5 separate regions of the Sus scrofa genome follow, and all the other regions are linked to region 1. A link is a contact called in public Hi-C, HiChIP or PLAC-seq and promoter capture Hi-C data. All regions are on one chromosome and are shown on one strand. The core of a region is the stretch at or near the end of the contact, and the rest is flanking DNA. Distances in the headings are between cores, read along the strand shown.

Region 1 (3,136 bases), core at 291-2,790:
GACTTCAAAGGGGATCAAAGCCGGGGAGGGACAAGGCACCCGGGCACAACTTTTCTTCCCCTCCGCCCCTCCTCTCAGTTGTTTTGTTTTTGGTTACTAGCTTCTCTTGGCAGCAAAATGTTGCAGGGGGGGGCGGGGGGGGTAGATCTGCAGGAAAAAGCCTGCTCGGCACGGGACACATCCAGGAAAACAATGTGGTCGGCAGAAGCAGGAAACTGGTTAGAGGCGAGGGTCGGAGTCGGGAAAACCGGGAAGGCGGGGGTGGGGGACGGGGGGACGGAAGGCAGCCGCCGCCTGTCCCAAGTCAGGGACAAGAGTGACTCTAAATGCCACCCCTAATTGGTCACCCAAGCCCAGAGATCTCAGATACCGCACCCAATCCCAGGCTGGGGGTTAGGGCAAGGCCAGTGAGGGCAGCAGTCCCGACTCCTCGCACCAGGAGGTGCCCTAGGAGATTCCGCTTCGACCCAGGCCCAGGAGGCGGGAGAGAAGAGGGCGGAGTGTAGTGCCGGGAGTCTCGCTACAAGACGCGCTGTAAGCGGCGACTCTCCCTCCTGGGCCGCCCGGTTCCCTTTCCGCGCCGGGAGTCTCCCACTTCCCCCGCCTGAAGAAAGGGCCGCACTGAGGGAGGAAGGGAGAGCAGAAGCGGCGTGGTGATTCAGGCCGGCAGGAAGAGAGGAGGGGGGTGAGAGGTGGGGTCCTAAGACTGCACGGGAGCCAGGGATAACTGGAGCTTCTGCACGCGCTTGATAGGCGGGGAGAGGGCAAAGGGAGGATAACCCTGGGGCTGGGGGGGAAGTTAGGAGACTATTGTGGGCCGCGATGCTACACGCAGCGCTAGGATGTTAACAACTTTGCGGTTCCAGATATGTCTGGGAACTGGAGCGCGTAAAGAGGAGCCATTCAGGTCCGGCTGGGGGCTCGGGCAGGGGAAGAGCCCCGGAAGCAGTGCGGAACACCCATCCTTCTAGGTCCAGGGCTGTAACTGGGCTGTCTGCCGGGGCTTGGAGACAGAGTAAGAGGGCAGCTGATGGCTGCAAGTGATGCCACCGACGGTTGCCAAAAGGTGGACCGAGGCTGCCCATGTGCAGGACTTGGGGAGGGGGCTGGGTGCGGACTGCGCGGCTGCATGTGAGCCAACGCAGAGTCCTAGGCAGTATGGTGATAGGCGGAGATGCAGTCCTGAGTAGTATTATGGGCTGCACTGGGAGACTGGGAGTAGGTCATGGGGGGAGGGGGTCTGAGATATTCCAAGCGACAATGTTAAAGCGTTGCCGAAAGCAGCATCCGCGCCCTCTCCTTCCCGCCCCTGCCCGGGTTTGTTCAGTCAGGGCTCCAGCTCCGCGGCCGGGAAGAAAAAGGGGAGAGGGAAGGAGCCTTTACCTGGCTCTGACGCGACGGGTCCCAGGCCCCCGGCTCCGCTTCCCACACAGAGTTCTCCTCCCCTCTTCCCCGCCACCCGCTTCTACGCAGATCGGTCCCCTAGTCCCCGGAGGAGCCTCCGCCAACTCCGCAGGACCCCGCCGGGAAGCAGAGCCCACCCCCTTGCCAATCACCACCCGTTTTCTATCGACCGATGGGGCTCTTAGCCAATAGAAATAGCTGATCCCGAGAGGCCTGGAATGAGGAGGAGGAGCTGGCGAAACTTGGGGGTGTGACTAGCACTACCGAGGCGTGGTCACAGAGTAAGCTCCTCCCAGGGTGGCCGAACCCCAAAGTAGAACTGATGGGCGGGATTAAAATGGAACCCACAGCCAAACACATACTCCTGAGAGAAGGCACGACCAATTGGACCGGGGTAGAGAGGAGGGGCGTTGCGGAGAGTTTTAGCCAATAGAGAGTAGAGACCGGCGGGAACCTTTAGAATGTCTTCCAGTAAAAAGCGCGAAGGGCGTGCCTTGCTTCTCTCACTGAGGCGGGAGTAGGTCTTGCCCCAACCTCCCAGGGCTGACCAATGGGATCGGGGGCGTGGCCAAGATCCGCCAACCAGAAAGCCGAGTGGATCAAGGCACCGTTACTGGGGCGTGGCGTACGGTTTCTTAGCCACTAAGATCTCGCCAGGGGCAGGCTCCCAAGCCTTCCAATGCGGGACGTGGGCAAACTCTAGTTCTCCCAATCGGTGCGCGACGCTGGCAATTCAAACTGACAGCCTGTTGGAAAGGCAGAGAGAGCGGAAGAGGGAGCAAAAAACGACCTGTTCGGTAGCAGAGACCTCAATCGGTGGCAGAGACCTCAACGCCGTCTGAGCCCCCAAAGCGACCTCTGTCCCGCCCCACCCATACCACCGCGCGCTCTGGAGCGGCCGTTCGGGAGAGACTTGAGGGGACTGCGGGGGGCACGAGGGAGAGCCGAGGGGAGAGAGACGCGAGAGGAACCGCGCGAGAGCCCGCACGCTAAGGGCTGGGGGCTGCGGGGAGAGAAGTGAAGCGGTGGGCCCGCGAACGAGCAGAACAGAGGAGGGTCGCGGGAGGCCTAAGAAGCACCCAGGATCCTTCCAGTGGGAAAGCTGAGGAGATTTCTGAATTCTGGGGAGAGGAGAAAGATTTCCAAAGAGGAGGCGTGGGTAGGAAAGCTTAGCCTGCGATCCCAGAGAGAGGAATTGGAGCTCTCCGTGGGAGGGGCTTAAGAGGGAAGGTTTAGATAAAACACGGGAGAAGCTGAGGGAATTGCCAAAGGGGCGGGAGTTAAAGGGTAAAGGATCCTTCTAGACTGGAGTAAGGGAATATTGCAGAAAAGTTCCCGAGGCAGCTTGCCTTTTGTCTCCTCTCCACTCCCTTGCCCGAAAGTTGAAGAGAAAGTCAAAGTTGCTATTTCTCCCGTCCCTGTTCAGTAAATATTACTTATACCCTCCCACGGGAAAATCGAAAAGGAACTCATTCCCTTCTCGATTTTAGGGCCTAGAAAAGCTCGAGGCCTCGCAATTTGATTTTTAACCTGGGGCATCAAACTAGGAAAGGAATAGCTCTTGTTTCCACTTTGAAAATCCCACATCTCATCCTTCCCCGGACGCCATGTCTACCAGCTGTTGTAGTTTCAAGGACCGCCGCGTGTCCATCCTGTGTTGCAAATTCTGTAAACAAGTGCTCAGCTATAGAGGAATGAAGGCTGTTTTGCTGGGCGACACTGAAATAGACCT
Region 2 (3,496 bases), core at 915-3,414, 400 kb after region 1:
ATGTTAAATGGTGCACATGCTATAGAAAATCGTACAGAGATTCCCCAAAAATTAAAAATAGAATTACTATATGACCTTTTTTTTTTTTTTTTTTTTTTTCTGTCCTTTTAGGGCTGCTCCTGTGGCATATGGAAGTTCCCAGGCTAGGGGTCGAATTGGAGCTGTAGCCACTGACCTACACCACAGCCACAGCAATGCCAGATCCGAGCCGTGTCTGCAACCTACACCACAGCTCACAGCAACGCCGGATCCTTAACCCACTGAGCGAGGCCAGGGGTTGAACCCGAAACCTCATGGTTCCTAGTCGGATTCATTTCCACTGTGCCAGGACGGGAACTCCTACGATATGATCTATTCCACTTCTGGGTATATACCCCAAAGAATTGAAAGCAGGATGAATAAAGAAGAGAGATTTATATATCGTGTTCACAGAAGCAATTATTCACAATAACCAAAACCCGGAAGTGATCCAGCTGTCCACTGACAGTTGAATGGATAAACAAAATGTGATATATATATATATATGAAATATTATTCAGCCTTTAAAAGGCAGAAAAAATTTTGTTTTTTTTGCTCTTTGCTTTTTAGGGCCCCACCCACAGCATATGGATGTTCCCAGGCTATTGGAGCTGTTGCTGCCCTCCTACACCACAGCCACAGCAACACCGGATCCAAGCCGTGTCTGTGACCTATACCACAGCTCCATAGCAAAGCTGGATCCTTAACCCACTGGGCGAGGCCAGAGGCTAGGGATTGAACCCGCAACCTCATGGTTCCTAGTCAGATTCATTTCCGCTGTGCCACAATGGGAACTCCCCCCATTTTTATTTTTTAATTTAAACTACCACCACCAACTTTCAGCAGAGAAAAGGTGGAGTGACATGGAAGAGGAAATACGACTTGTTTAATGCTTTGCTTGGTGGACTGCCATTCTCTTCCCTTAGGGAAGCCAGATTTTACAAGGGGAAACTTTCAGGCGGTGATAGTGGTGGGTTTGTTTGTTTGTTTATGGAGTGTATCTTCAGTTGGTTATTAACAGACTCCCTGTGACAGGGATTGAAGTCTATTTTACAATGGTGGGGTACACACTGGCCATTCATATAGGGATCCTGAGCTCCACCTCTGAGTTTTATGCATCTAACTAATGTTCACAGATTTAAATCTAATAATCTGAGTTACCCTCAGCTATTTCACTTGTGTCTTGAGCCAGCTGCTCCCCCCCACCATCCAGGGATAAGGGATTGAATTTAACAAATACTTATGTTGCGCTTACTGTGTTCCAGAGACTGTCCTAAAGTTGACTGATTAAAGTCAACTCATTTAATCCTAATAATTCTGTGAGTTAAGTACTATTGTTCCCCATTTTACACATCAGAAAACTGAGGCCCAGAGAAGTAAAGTTATGCAACTATTCAGTGGTGGACCTGAGGTTCAGTCTGAAACACCTTCTGGTCCAGAGCTCATGCTCCTAATCATTTGGTCCCCCAAAATGATGCTCATGACTGGGATTTTAAAGACCTCAAAGTGATCTCTAGGGGCAGAACAGAGAATGGAAATTTGTCGTGAAGTTATTCCTTGATTATGAGCCTGCCTCTCTGGTCTAGCAGCGGTTGGGGTCTTGAGGGCTAATGTTGAAGCACGGAGAAGGGGTTTGTGGATTTAAGGTCAAAATTTTTGAACCTATGGAATTTCCCTCCAATTCAGAAGCAGTACCTTCCTGACGAATCAGCTGCTTATCCCACAGATTTTGCTATTAGTGGAGTTTCTAGATGATCAAGCCAGGTGAAATGATACATCATTAAACTAACACTAAAAGACACTGAATCTTTCGTAAATCTTTTTTCCTAGTCGTCCCAAGATGCGACCCAAGACGAATCTGCAACGCAGGAGTGGAAACCAGGGGGCGGGCCGAGCAGCGACCATTTTTGTTTTGCGGCCTTGCGCTCTCAGAGCATCTTGACTAACAGGATCTCACGGAGGGGGCGGGGCCTGAGATACGTGATGATTCAAACGGACTAATGAGCTCGGCGCATCTGGCAGAGGCCACCAATGACCGGTCCTGTTGGGGCGGAGCCCACAGGCCCTAGTGGGTTTGGCTGTACCGCGGCTTTGGCGCATTTTCGGCTGGTTTGATTCATCCATTTTGAAGAGACGGGGGAGCGGGGGGCTCGTCAGATTAAGGGGCCCTGAACCTAGGAGCGGCGGAGTTTGAGAAGCCAGCAGCTCGGGGTTCGGCGGCAGCGGCCCTATCGGCCGAAGTTGGGGGGGGTGGGGCGCCGAGCGCGCGGGGTGGGGGGGGTCCTGGTCTTTGGCTTCTCGACTCGGTCCTGTTTCGACAGCGAACATGTCTCGGCCTGTCAGGTCAGTGCGGAGTCCGAGGCCTGGAACGGGTTGGAGGGGGTTGGGGTGAGTGGTAAAGGAGTGGGGGACAGAAGCCTAGAGTCGGCCTTCTCTTGTGCCACGCGCGGCCTCCTCCCTTTCGGGGCCCGCGCGCGCCCTTGAGCGTGGGGGGCCTTGCTGGCGCGCGGGTCTGCGTGGGGGTGGCGGCCGCGCGCTTCTGCGCGCGCTTCTCCCCGCCCCGCGCTGCTGCAGGGCTCGGGGCTGCTCTGCTGCCTCCCCCACTCGCCGCACTGGAGCGGGCGGGGTGTTCCCTGAACCGCCAGCGGCCGGAGGGGGAGGGGTGTGAAGTCAGTGCCCCCACCCAGGCCCCACCTCCTCCGGGCCGGCCCCTTGGAGCCGGCGGGGGTGGGGGACTAGCGGACTCAGTCTCGGCCCCCACCCCCATAATTGAGGGGGGTGGCGGAAGACTGCCCTCTATCTCCAGTGGTTTACCCCCTTCCCCCCTCGGCTTGCGTGGGGCGGGGGGAACTCAGCCCTCTTTCTCCAGCGGAGGGGGGGGTTGTTCCATCCAAAGGGGGAGGGGCGACCCTGCTGCCGGGCCCCGCCTCCGTCCTCCAGGGTCGCAGCAGGGCCCCGCCTCCCGGATCGGGCCGAGCGTGGGCGGGACCCGTTCTTTTCCCCTCCAGCCAAAGTGAGAGTTCCGGACTAGGCCCTGGAAAATGACTGCAGCCTCTCGCCCAAGTCGGAGTTTTGAGTGGGTTAACTCCCTTCCCCCACACCCCGAGTTCGCTTTTCTCTCCGGCTAGGAATGTCCTTCCTCGGGGAAATGTCCCCTACTCAGGGAGGTGCGGGTTAACTGCTCGACCCAAATCCCGGGTGGTTCTCCTTCCCGCTACCTCTTTCTCTCCTCTTAGCAGTCTACACGTCTCGGATGTTTTTGTAACCTAATCTTTATCCCGGATAACTTTAATGATAAAGGGGCTAGATTTCGGTTAATCGTTAGACTTTATTCTGAGAATTTCAACAAGTTTGTTGTTCCCCCAGCGGACGGTGGAATCGCCCTTTGCCGTCTACTCCTGGCTGTTGTATGGAATGTGCCATTTATGGAGGGGTGTGGCTTAGTCCAATCTGTTGAGGCCTGTTGCAAATAAATGTT
Region 3 (3,192 bases), core at 582-3,081, 280 kb before region 1:
CTCGGGTTGCTGCTGTGGCCTGGGTTTGATCCCTGGCCCAGGGACCTTCCATAGGCCTCCGATGCGGCCTGCCTAAATAAATAAATAAATATTCAATAAAATCAAAATCAAAATCTTAGAAGGTCAACTCGAGCCAGAGGTCACTTCAAGAGATCAGAGGTCAATTCCAATTTCAGAAGATAGATTAGTGTTTGCATTTTACAGAAGCACCTGAGGGGCTGGGAAACTCTCTGCAGGAATGAACTGGTGAGGTTTTCCCCTCGAAGGCTGGGGAGGATTTAGCCAGTGGGGCCTGGCAGTGTAAAATCAGGTAGAACATCCTGAAATCAAGGCCTAGGGCCCAGCCAGAGGAGAGGTCACCACCTTCAAAACCCTCCCCAGGGCTGCACTGGGGCAGATGCATAGCTGAAGCTCTGAGGCATGGGCAGTGTGGCACAGAGGGCAGAGCCCTGGACAGGGTAGCACGCCCTGGGCTCTGCTCCTGGCCCTGCTGGGGCTGTGCTTGGGAGCTGATGGACAGTGCAGCTGATCAGCTGTGCGTGCTCTCTGACGCCAGCCCCGCAGCCATTGTGCTGCAAGGGCTCTCACTGTCCTCCAGGGGTATTCAAATGAATGAGGGTGGGTGGTGGAGCCCTGAGCCTGCCGCCCCACCCACCTTCCTTGCCCTCTTCCTCCTCCTCCAGGCTCTACTGTGGCCAGAAGCACTTACCCCGTGCTCTGAGCAGTCCTGGATCAGGCAAAGACTCTCCTGGGCGAGTGTGTGTTATGTTTTCTGTCTGTGGCAAGTCCAGGAGCTGAGCTACACCGGAAAGAAGAGGGCGGATGAGAGGCACCCCTGGGTGCTGTGTGATTCTCAGCCTCCATCAAAGGCGCCCCCTGCGGCCCCAGCCCTTTAACCCTTTCCTGTTTGTCACCCTCCCCTACAGAGCTGGGGGTTTCCAGCCCAACTCGCCAGCTCTAGGAGATTCTCCTGGCCACTCCCACCCCCGCCTCCCAGACCTGGGCCAGTGAGAAGGCCCCCAGGATTGTTGAGGGCAGGCGCCAGAAGCAGAAGAAAAGTACGGAGGCAGAGCTGATTGCTGGCTTCAGGTGTTGGGAAGCCGAGCCTGGGAAAGGAGCACCGTAGGTGGTAGCAGCACTCTTCCACGCACCTACCCCCCCGCCTCCCGCCATGGGCCTCTAAGCAGTCTGGGTACCCACCGGAGATGGAGCACAGGGCATCTCTGGGGGGAGGGGCAGCAGCCGCAGAGAGATGGAGGGAGGGCCATGAGCCTGGGCTGACAGGGCCAGCACCCCGACACTCTGCTAAGTGCTGACCCTGAGCTGCCTGGCCCCCCAGGCTCCCTCATTCAACCCCCCCCCCCAGTGGACTCAGCACACTCACCCCATCTCGGCTGTGGGGCATGCAGGCTTGTGGGACTGCGTGGCGCCCGCAGAGATGTCAGGGCTTTTTGTCATTCATAGGCAGCACTCATTACATCCTGGTGGCCACCAACCCTGGGGATCTGAAGTTGAAGTGGCTCGGTGCCACTCCGGGGAGCTAGGGGAGCTGGGAGCAAAGGCCAGCACTGGCTCAGCTCCCTGCCCGCCGGCTTTCAGCTCTCTCACACTTCCTGATTTCGTTCTTTCTCTCTCTTAAAGAGACAGAGGCAGCTGGGCTGCCGCCACCCCCGGCAGGAAGGAGAAAGAGGATGCTCTGAGTTCCCAAGTGGAGGCCATAGGACCAGGGCGTGAACCACAAAGAGGCTGGGAACTGAGGCTGAGTGGCTGTGGTGGGCTGCGGGGTGCTATTTCTGTATCTCCTGTGGTTCACCCGAGCAGGGAAGTGTAGCGTTCAGCCTGGACTCTACAGAGCAGGTTGGGCCAGTTATCCAAGTGCAGAGCAGCCTGGGAAAACCAACTTCCCACACCCCCAGGAGCCCCAGGGAGGTTCAGAGCCAATGAGCAGCCACTTCTAGGAGAACCTGGCTCTGGCTCATCTTCCCAGTGAGCCTGCAGAGGTCTGAGAGCAAGCACTGGAACCCGGGCCATGCTTCCAGTGTGGCCTTGAGCACAGCACACGACCCCTGCCAGATAGTTTTTTCTCATCCAAGGCATGAGGGTGGTAATGTTGACTCTATTGCTCATGTGGGTGACACGGGACAGTATATTTGGAAATGCACGGGCACCTGGAAAGAGCTTTACAGATGGGCATGGAGGCTCACACACCTGCAGCAGTTTTCCCGTGATCATCAGAGATGGCTGGGGCTGGCACCCAGGTGTGCCAGCTTCCCAGTGGGACTCAATGCCCCAAACCAGGTGTCCTCGGAGGCTGGAAGTCCGTCAGTCCCGCTCTGGTCAGCTCCGAGATGGCAGCTGGATAAGAAGTGGTTAAAGCCAGGAAATTCCATGTTTCAATAGAAAGTCGGAGGGACTTTCCCATGGCCACACCTGGTGGTTTCCTCCGGCAGCCCCACCCCTAGCACAGTGACACCAGAACGGGAGCCCAGTTGAGAACGGCCTTGTGCTCACATTTGCGGATCCGGCACTGGCTGATAAACCACACCCCCTCCGGCAGCCAGAGCTGCTCTCCCAGCAGGCCCAGGAGAAGGAGCATCCTTCAGGCCTGTACTTCAATGGGCTTCCCAGCTTCCCCCTTGCCTGGTGTACGATCGAGCTGCACTTCCTTGGCACCCTCTGATTCAGCGGGGCCATGTGATTTCTTAACCAAAGCATTTAATTGCTGATGCAAGACACTCCCACCACAGACAGTGTGATTCTGGTAGACGTTGTGACTTCCCTCTCGGTCCCAGTCCTTGAGTGCCTGTCGAGCAGAACCCGTCTGCTGGCCCACAGGGGACACGTTGCTTTGGTGAGACATCAACCTTTGTTGTTTTAAGCCACTGAATTGTGCAACCTAACCTACCCTATCGCTAAAGCTCTACTCATTCCCCACCCCCCATGAAACTGCCCAGGGCTCACCAGCACCCCCTATGCCTCAGCGCTCTCTGCAGCAAGCCTGATCCCCTTCCTAGGGCCTCAGGCACCCTCAAAGGCGATGAGCCTGTGTGTCTAGCATTTACTAGGAAGCAGGCACTGTGTGCTAAGGACACAAAGGGGAGACCTAGGCACCCCCCAGAGCTGTTCAGGACAGCATGGTGAATGTTATGAGGTTTGTTTATTTGTTTATTTATTTATTTATTGTCTTTTTGC
Region 4 (3,155 bases), core at 360-2,859, 480 kb before region 1:
TATTCTCACTTAACTCTCCATTCTCCCCACTACCCTTTAAAGAAAACAAACAAATAAAAGAGGGAGCTCAAGGAAAATGCTCCCTCCTACGGTCCACCAATCGCCCATGTCCAGGACTCAAGTGGCCACCTCCGATTTGCGGAATCAGCACGCGGGCCAAGCCTTGGTGTACAGATCCGGTTTACAATGATCAATGGAGCTATGGAAACAGCAGACACTGCGCGTGAGCCTGCTGGCCTCCCATCTGGAGCCTCACAGGCACTGAAGGTAGGAGGGGGCCTGCTCTCGGATCAAAACAATCCCTCCCCCGCGCCGGGGTGAGGCGGGGGTGCGGTGTCCCCGCGGAATCTCCAGCCTTGCACCTCCTGGGCCGGCGCGCCCCAAGGCCGCTCACCCGCACTCTCGAGGCCCAGGGAAGTGAAATCACACATTCCGGCTCCCAAATAAGGAGCGAGGCTAAATAAACCTCTGAGATCCGACTTCTCCAAGCCAACCGACCAACCAACTCAATGAGTAATGGGCCTTTTGTGCCCGCAGAAAGAAAGAAAGGAGGGAAGAGAGGATGGGGAACAACCACCTCCGAAAATCACTTCCTTGAGACAGAGGGGAAATGAGCTGAAGCGGTCCCGAAGCCAAACCGTTGCGACTCGGCTGGATCCCGCTCAAACCCAAAATGGCAGAGTCCTCACGAGTCCTCTCGAGTCCCCGCCACTCACACCCGGAGGTGACCGGAAACTCGATCTCGGGCGGCGTGGACCGCCGGGACCTGACCTTCCTGCGGCCCCTCGCCCCCCCTGCCGCGAACTTGGAACCCCTCGCGCGCGCGGGATGGACAGCCCTGTCGCGGCCACTCCTCCGCAGCCCTGACGCCCGTCAGAGGCAAGCGTCGCGGCGATCCTGCTGAGCCACCGGGCGCTTCGGCCGCTCCGGGACGCCAGGGGTCGTCCCCGGGAGCCCCCCTCCGCCCGTCCACTCCTCCCCTGGCCCCTAAACCTACTTTTAGGGCGAATTTCTCCTGGGTCCTCTTGTTGAAGATCTGCAAAACTTTCCCGTTGATGCCCAGTCCCAGGACCTGGGTGGTGACCTTGTAGTCGTCGATGATGGCGTTCTTCTTGATCTGCAGGCTTGACTTGACGTGGAACTGGGGGAACTGCTGCGGGGGCTGCGGCGGCGGCTGGGCCGGCGGGTGAGGTTGGGCCGGGGCGGGGGCTGCGGCGGCGGCGGCGGGTTGGGGAACAGCACCGGAGTTGGACAGCATGGGGCGGCCGCGGCGGCAGCGGCGGGCTGGGGAACAGCACCGGAGTTGGACAGCATGGTGCCCGGAGACGCGGGAGCAGCGGCAGGAGGGCTCGCGGCCGGCCCCTCCTCCGGCTCCGGACAGGGTCCCCGCCACCCCCCGCCCGGCTGCGAAGTTTGCTCGGGGCTGGAGCCGGCTTCCCCGCCCCGACCCGGCTCCAGGCTCGGCGGGTCGCGGGGCTCCGTGGGTCCCGCCGTGCGCCGCAGGCGCCCACCGGCCCAGTTCCCTCCCTCCCACCCTCCCCCCGGGGGCCAGGAGCTCGGAAGAACGCGGGATGGCGGGGGCCCGGCCGGGGGGGAAGCCGCCGCGCGACAAAGTACCCAGCCCGGGGGCCGGCGGCCGCGTCACAGCCTCGTCTGCGTCCGGGGCCGGTCCTTAAAGGGGTGGGTCGGAGGGGGCAGGGCTTGGGGAGGCGGGGCGGAGCCGGAGAGGTGTGGGTGTGGGGGAGGGGCTGGCCTTAAAGGGGAGGACGAGAGGCGTCCGGAGTGTGGAGGAAGGGAGCTGGGAACTGGGGCTCTGGGCAGGGAGTGGGGACCGAGAAATCCTAGTTCTTAATTAATCAGGGCCACGCAAAGGGAAGGGGGAGGCGTATGAAAGCAGCTGCATTATCAGATAGAAAATCGACTTTTCTCCAATTGTCTGGCTCTTCTAGACACCAGCAGCTGGGGGGTGGATTTTGAAGGCGAGAGATGACTAGTAAGAATCAGCCAGACGAGACCACGGGGTGAGCTGGAGTTACAGAGGCCATTCATCCTAGAATACGGAATATTTCTTCACTTGGACACTTTCGTATGAATTTTACATTTCTTTTCTCATAAATTTGTTTTTCAGTAAAGATTTGCTGTTGTCAAAATATAAGCAATTTAGTAATTATACTTCTGAACTTTTTTTTTTTTCATGTAAATGAGTTTAAAAGCGGTACAGAGTAGGAAGAGGATGGACGGACATCCAGACTGCCTGAATTCAGGAAGCCTCTCCATTAACCAGCTGTGGGATCCTGAGCAAGCCAGCGCACCTCTCCCAGTGGGAAGAATAGGGTGTGGGGCGAAGTCCAGGAAACTATGTACCAACAAGGGAAAGTCTGAGAAATAGGTCCTGATTTCCAACGTGAAAAAAAGACCCCAAAGTGGGTATTTTTGAAGAAGCCGAGTTCTAGTCCAGGGTAATGCCATGTCTCTGTGGAAGAGAGCAAGGCTCTAGCTGGACCTAATTAGGAAAGGAGATTGGGGAGGCCCTACATATAAGCTGCCAGGGGGGTTCTGTGCATATTCTGATGGGTGGTTGGGGATGATCTTCAAATGCGCCGCTGCTGACCTCTTGCCCACTCGGACTAGTGGACCAGTTGAGAAATAAGACAAAGAAACCAGACAGGGGAAGACAAAACCTCAGCTTAATTACTGATAAGGCTGAATTAGAGAAGGTGATTTGACCTATGGCCATTTGTGGCCCCTGGCATGTTTCCCTAACCCTCTAGAGCCCCCTTGTCCGCAGAAACTCAGCTCAGGGAGAAGCAGAGAAGGGAACATCCTAAGGACAGGTGCCCTTGGAGACGGAGCCCAGACAGGCAAGGAGCTCCAGGGAAGGAACGAGGGGTATTCTGAAAGGTAGAAGTTACCCTCCCAGCACAACCCCTTCCTGGACTCACCCCAGGGCTCGCTGCATGGGCCAAGGAGAAAAACAGTTCCCTTAACAGGAATACTAGCTCTTTTTTTTTTTTTTTTTTTAATTTTTTGGCCACACCCCCAGGCATTGCAGAAGTTCCTGGGCCAGGGATAGAACCTGTGCCTCAGCAGCGACCCCAGCTGCTGCAATGACAATGCCAGATCCTTAACCTGCTGAGCCACCAGGGAACTCCAGT
Region 5 (3,211 bases), core at 564-3,063, 430 kb before region 1:
AAGGCAGAGAACTGCATTTTCCAAGTCAGAGATTTGGATTCTAATCTCAGCTCTACCACCGGCTACACTACCCTCCTCTCTGAACCGGTTTCCACATGTTGTAAAGGGAAGAATAGCTCCAGTCCACCTACTCTGGGTCTTACAAGCAAGAAATAAAAGGTCTTCTTAGAGCTGTCTTATTTTGATTTATCCATTCATCTACCTACTTAACATCTATCTAACTTGTAGAAAAAGACAGTGAATTCTACAGCAAATACTAAAGGGATTCTATTACAAAATGTACTAATTTCACGTCTTTACCCACTTAATTTTCTGTGGCTGGTGGAAGCTAAATGCCAAATGATCAAGGATCATTTCTCTATTCTTTAACACAGTGTCTCCACCACTATAAGGGAACACAAAAGATGGGAGAGGATTTATTTAATCCCCAAGATGGCCCTGAATAATGTATTTCATTTGTCACCAAGAACGTGCATTTCCCAGTAACACATATCAGCATTTCATTGTATCATTTTTACATGATATAAATACAATGATAATGACCTAGCTGCAAGCGAAGAATTTTTTTTAAATCTTTGAAACTGGAATATTTTAGTTTCTTTTAAAAACTGTTCTCTAAAGTTAGTTCTAGTGTTTTCTTAATCGATGTGTTATAGGAATACCAAGAGAAAAAAAAAAACCACCCCAAAACAAAAACCAAACAAACAAAATATCTACTACAAATATTTTTGGAATGTTCTCTTTTGAAAAACCATGCTCACATTCTGATAGAATTATTTGTCTTTAACGAGAAATGCTTCATTGACAAGAACGAAAAATTCTAGATGTGACTCTCTGCCAACAGCACGAACAAAACAAAATGGTACAGGCGAACACATTTAAAGAAAAAGACTGAAGATCTACAAGATTTCCTATAAATAGCCAAAGGAAATTACCCAAAGGAAGTCTCCATGCAAATGAAGTGTGTGTGTGTGTGTGGGGGGGGGGTTCCTACTCTCCATTGTGGTGTAAAAACACAAGGCAAGGTGGCGAATCTCTCAAAATAGGATCGGCAGAAAGCCCTCCTCGGCTGAGCCTCTCACCTGCACATCCGGAGCCAGACCGCACCCCTCGCGGCAAAGCCCATAGAGTTCAGCCCTTGGTAATCTGCTCTATGCAACAGGACTTTGAAAAGTGTTGCTCCCTGTCTCCTCCAGTTTGCTAAAATGCCTCATAAAAAGTCCTAGCTTCTTAAGAGTTCCTTACCATATACCCCCAATCTAGGCTTCAGGGATAGTCTGGAGAAGGTGGGGATTCTCCTTTCCCTAACTCCGCTCTAGCCCCCTCCCACGCTGGGCTGGGGGGAGGGGAGCTGATGGAGAGGAAGAGGGTGGCTTGGTCCCTAGGAGAGAGAGGGTCAGACCCCTTCGCCTCATCCCTCGAGCGGGGGTCTCGCTCAACCTCCAGCCCAGCTCTTCCCCACCCCCAGATCTCGTCTGCCAGAGCCGGCTGCTCACTGGGGCGCCCCAGCCCGTTACCCCGCGGCGCCGTTACCTCCGCTGCTGGGGCGGGAGTCCAGCTCCCGGCTGCCCCGCATCCTTTCGCCCGGGCCCGCGAGCGGTGCCTCCCATCCGTCAGCTCGGGACCCCCGGGGGGGAGGGGCGGCGGTTGAAGGATCCAGCAGGCAGTGTCCACCTGCACTAGGGCGGCTGCCTCCCGGAACGCGACGCTTCCCCAGGAACTCGCGTCCAGACACTGCAGCTCCACGCGCCTTTGCTCGGGACTGGCCCCGGACGGGAACAGCAAGACAAGCACCAGGGCGGGAGGGGGAGCGGAGTGGTCGCCTAGCAACCGCGGCACGCCCCGGGAAACGCCTCTGCGCAACTACGCGTTGACGCACAAGGGCGGGGTGAAGCCTCTCCCTACCATGAGGCGAGCTTGTACGATGCTGCAGCCGGCTCCTGGAGGCCGGAGGTACAGATTCTGCTGTCTGGGCAGCGGAGGTTCTTTGGCCGCAGGTTGAGGCCGGGGCGCTCCGGCGCGGGAGGGAGACAGGCCCTAAGGCGGGTTTGTGAAATAGCACTTAGTCCCGGATTTCTGCGACAGAACTGCGGTCCGCCCCTCACGGTCAACTGTCCCTTAGCAGGTTGCAGCCAGGCGTTCTAAAACCTGCCTTGAATATGATTAAATAAATAACTTTTCAGACTTGCTCACCGAGGAGTTGTCCCTCCGGAGAATAATGAGTTAACGAAGGAGAGCAATAATAACCCATTTTGTGACACTACCTGCGCTACGAACATTTTATTTAACCTCAGAAATCATACCAGATGATGATTTCTTTTAGATTTAAATTAACTAGGATCCGGAATTTAAGCTGAGGTTTGTCTGACTTCCTTTTAATGGGATCCCACGCATGGTAGGGCTCTAAGAGCCATTTTACGGATGAGAAAACCGAGGCCAGAGAAGCCGTGCTTCCTCGGGATCATCTAGTTGGCGAAGCCTGAGCCAGCTGTCTCCAAATTCCCAGGCTCCCTCCTGCTGCACCAGGTCCCCTGGAAATCTCTTCCTTTTTCCTTGGAATGGGTGGGAGTTTTCCCTCTTCATTTTCTGAAAAGTTAAGGTACCTCGGCAGCACCAATGTTAAGCGGATTTCCATATCTGAAGTGAAAGAGAAAGAGGTTAAAATAAAAGAATACCAGTGTTGTTTTCTTGAGTGTGACATCCAGTCGGATTTTCTACATTTACAAAGCACGAGGCAGGCCTCCTGACCAAGAGAACGAAATGTTCTTAAAATGCTGAACATGGGCGCCACCTGGTGGGGATTGGGGACTTACTGTCCTAACTCGGCAAAGCATAGTCCATAAATCTGAAATTTTCCATCCAAGGCTCATTTCCGTGTGACTAAAAGTCATACTCCCTGTTCTCATACCTTCAAGTAAAAATGTCCTTAAAATCCAAAGGCTCTTCGCTTTATAAATTAAGAATGTTTCGGTTTTGGGAAACTTTATTCTTTGTGATCCATGTTTCTTTACCCTAAGATATAACTACAAATTCAAACGTTTTCTTCCCCGATATCTAAATTTTTTTCTAATCTTATCAATAAGCTCTTTTTAAAACCTCACCCTGGAGTTCCCGTCGTGGCGCAGTGGTTAACGAATCCGACTAGGAACCATGAGGTCGCGGGTTCGGTCCCTGCCCTTGCTCAGTGGGTTAACGATCCGGCGTTGCCGTG

What was found. Promoter capture Hi-C pulls out the DNA fragments that hold promoters and counts their contacts. A called contact is a pair of places that touch in the nucleus more often than the background predicts. HiChIP or PLAC-seq counts read pairs in DNA pulled down with a chosen protein or histone mark.
Region 2: a Hi-C map of liver shows a contact between it and region 1, with 6 times the contacts expected there. The contact joins the promoter of NUCKS1 here to the promoter of SRGAP2 in region 1. A contact is called at or near these places in 4 of 47 Hi-C or Micro-C datasets (heart right ventricle, liver and skeletal muscle).
Region 3: a contact with region 1 is called in an H3K27ac HiChIP or PLAC-seq map of alveolar macrophages. The contact joins the promoter of IKBKE here to the promoter of SRGAP2 in region 1. A contact is called at or near these places in 2 of 5 promoter capture datasets (fetal liver and liver), 2 of 47 Hi-C or Micro-C datasets (fibroblasts and liver) and 1 of 2 datasets of contacts at active chromatin or transcription factors (alveolar macrophages).
Region 4: a contact with region 1 is called in a promoter capture Hi-C map of fetal liver, with 2.4 times the contacts expected there. The contact joins the promoter of MAPKAPK2 here to the promoter of SRGAP2 in region 1. A contact is called at or near these places in 1 of 5 promoter capture datasets (fetal liver), 3 of 47 Hi-C or Micro-C datasets (heart right ventricle, liver and skeletal muscle) and 1 of 2 datasets of contacts at active chromatin or transcription factors (alveolar macrophages).
Region 5: a promoter capture Hi-C map of fetal liver shows a contact between it and region 1, with 2.2 times the contacts expected there. The contact joins the promoter of DYRK3 here to the promoter of SRGAP2 in region 1. A contact is called at or near these places in 1 of 5 promoter capture datasets (fetal liver), 1 of 47 Hi-C or Micro-C datasets (heart right ventricle) and 1 of 2 datasets of contacts at active chromatin or transcription factors (alveolar macrophages).

Annotation. Positions count from the first base shown.
Region 1 is chr9:66,836,471-66,839,606 of Sscrofa11.1, reverse strand. It overlaps SRGAP2 (SLIT-ROBO Rho GTPase-activating protein 2), which reads right to left and starts at 1,540. Exons shown (of 23, transcript XR_002335789.1): 1 at 1,384-1,540. FAM72A (protein FAM72A) reads left to right here. Exons shown (of 5, transcript XM_021063305.1): 1 at 1-534; 2 at 3,023-3,136. The coding sequence starts at 3,099.
Region 2 is chr9:66,434,158-66,437,653 of Sscrofa11.1, reverse strand. NUCKS1 (nuclear casein kinase and cyclin dependent kinase substrate 1) reads left to right here and starts at 2,164. Exons shown (of 7, transcript NM_001244237.1): 1 at 2,164-2,361. The coding sequence starts at 2,345.
Region 3 is chr9:67,121,694-67,124,885 of Sscrofa11.1, reverse strand. IKBKE (inhibitor of nuclear factor kappa-B kinase subunit epsilon) reads right to left here and starts at 1,831. Exons shown (of 22, transcript XR_002335790.1): 1 at 1,385-1,831; 2 at 710-799.
Region 4 is chr9:67,313,105-67,316,259 of Sscrofa11.1, reverse strand. MAPKAPK2 (MAP kinase-activated protein kinase 2) reads right to left here and starts at 1,609. Exons shown (of 12, transcript XM_003130462.6): 1 at 1,206-1,609; 2 at 998-1,203. The coding sequence starts at 1,314.
Region 5 is chr9:67,267,202-67,270,412 of Sscrofa11.1, reverse strand. DYRK3 (dual specificity tyrosine-phosphorylation-regulated kinase 3) reads right to left here and starts at 1,813. Exons shown (of 4, transcript XM_021063317.1): 1 at 1,534-1,813. The coding sequence starts at 1,610.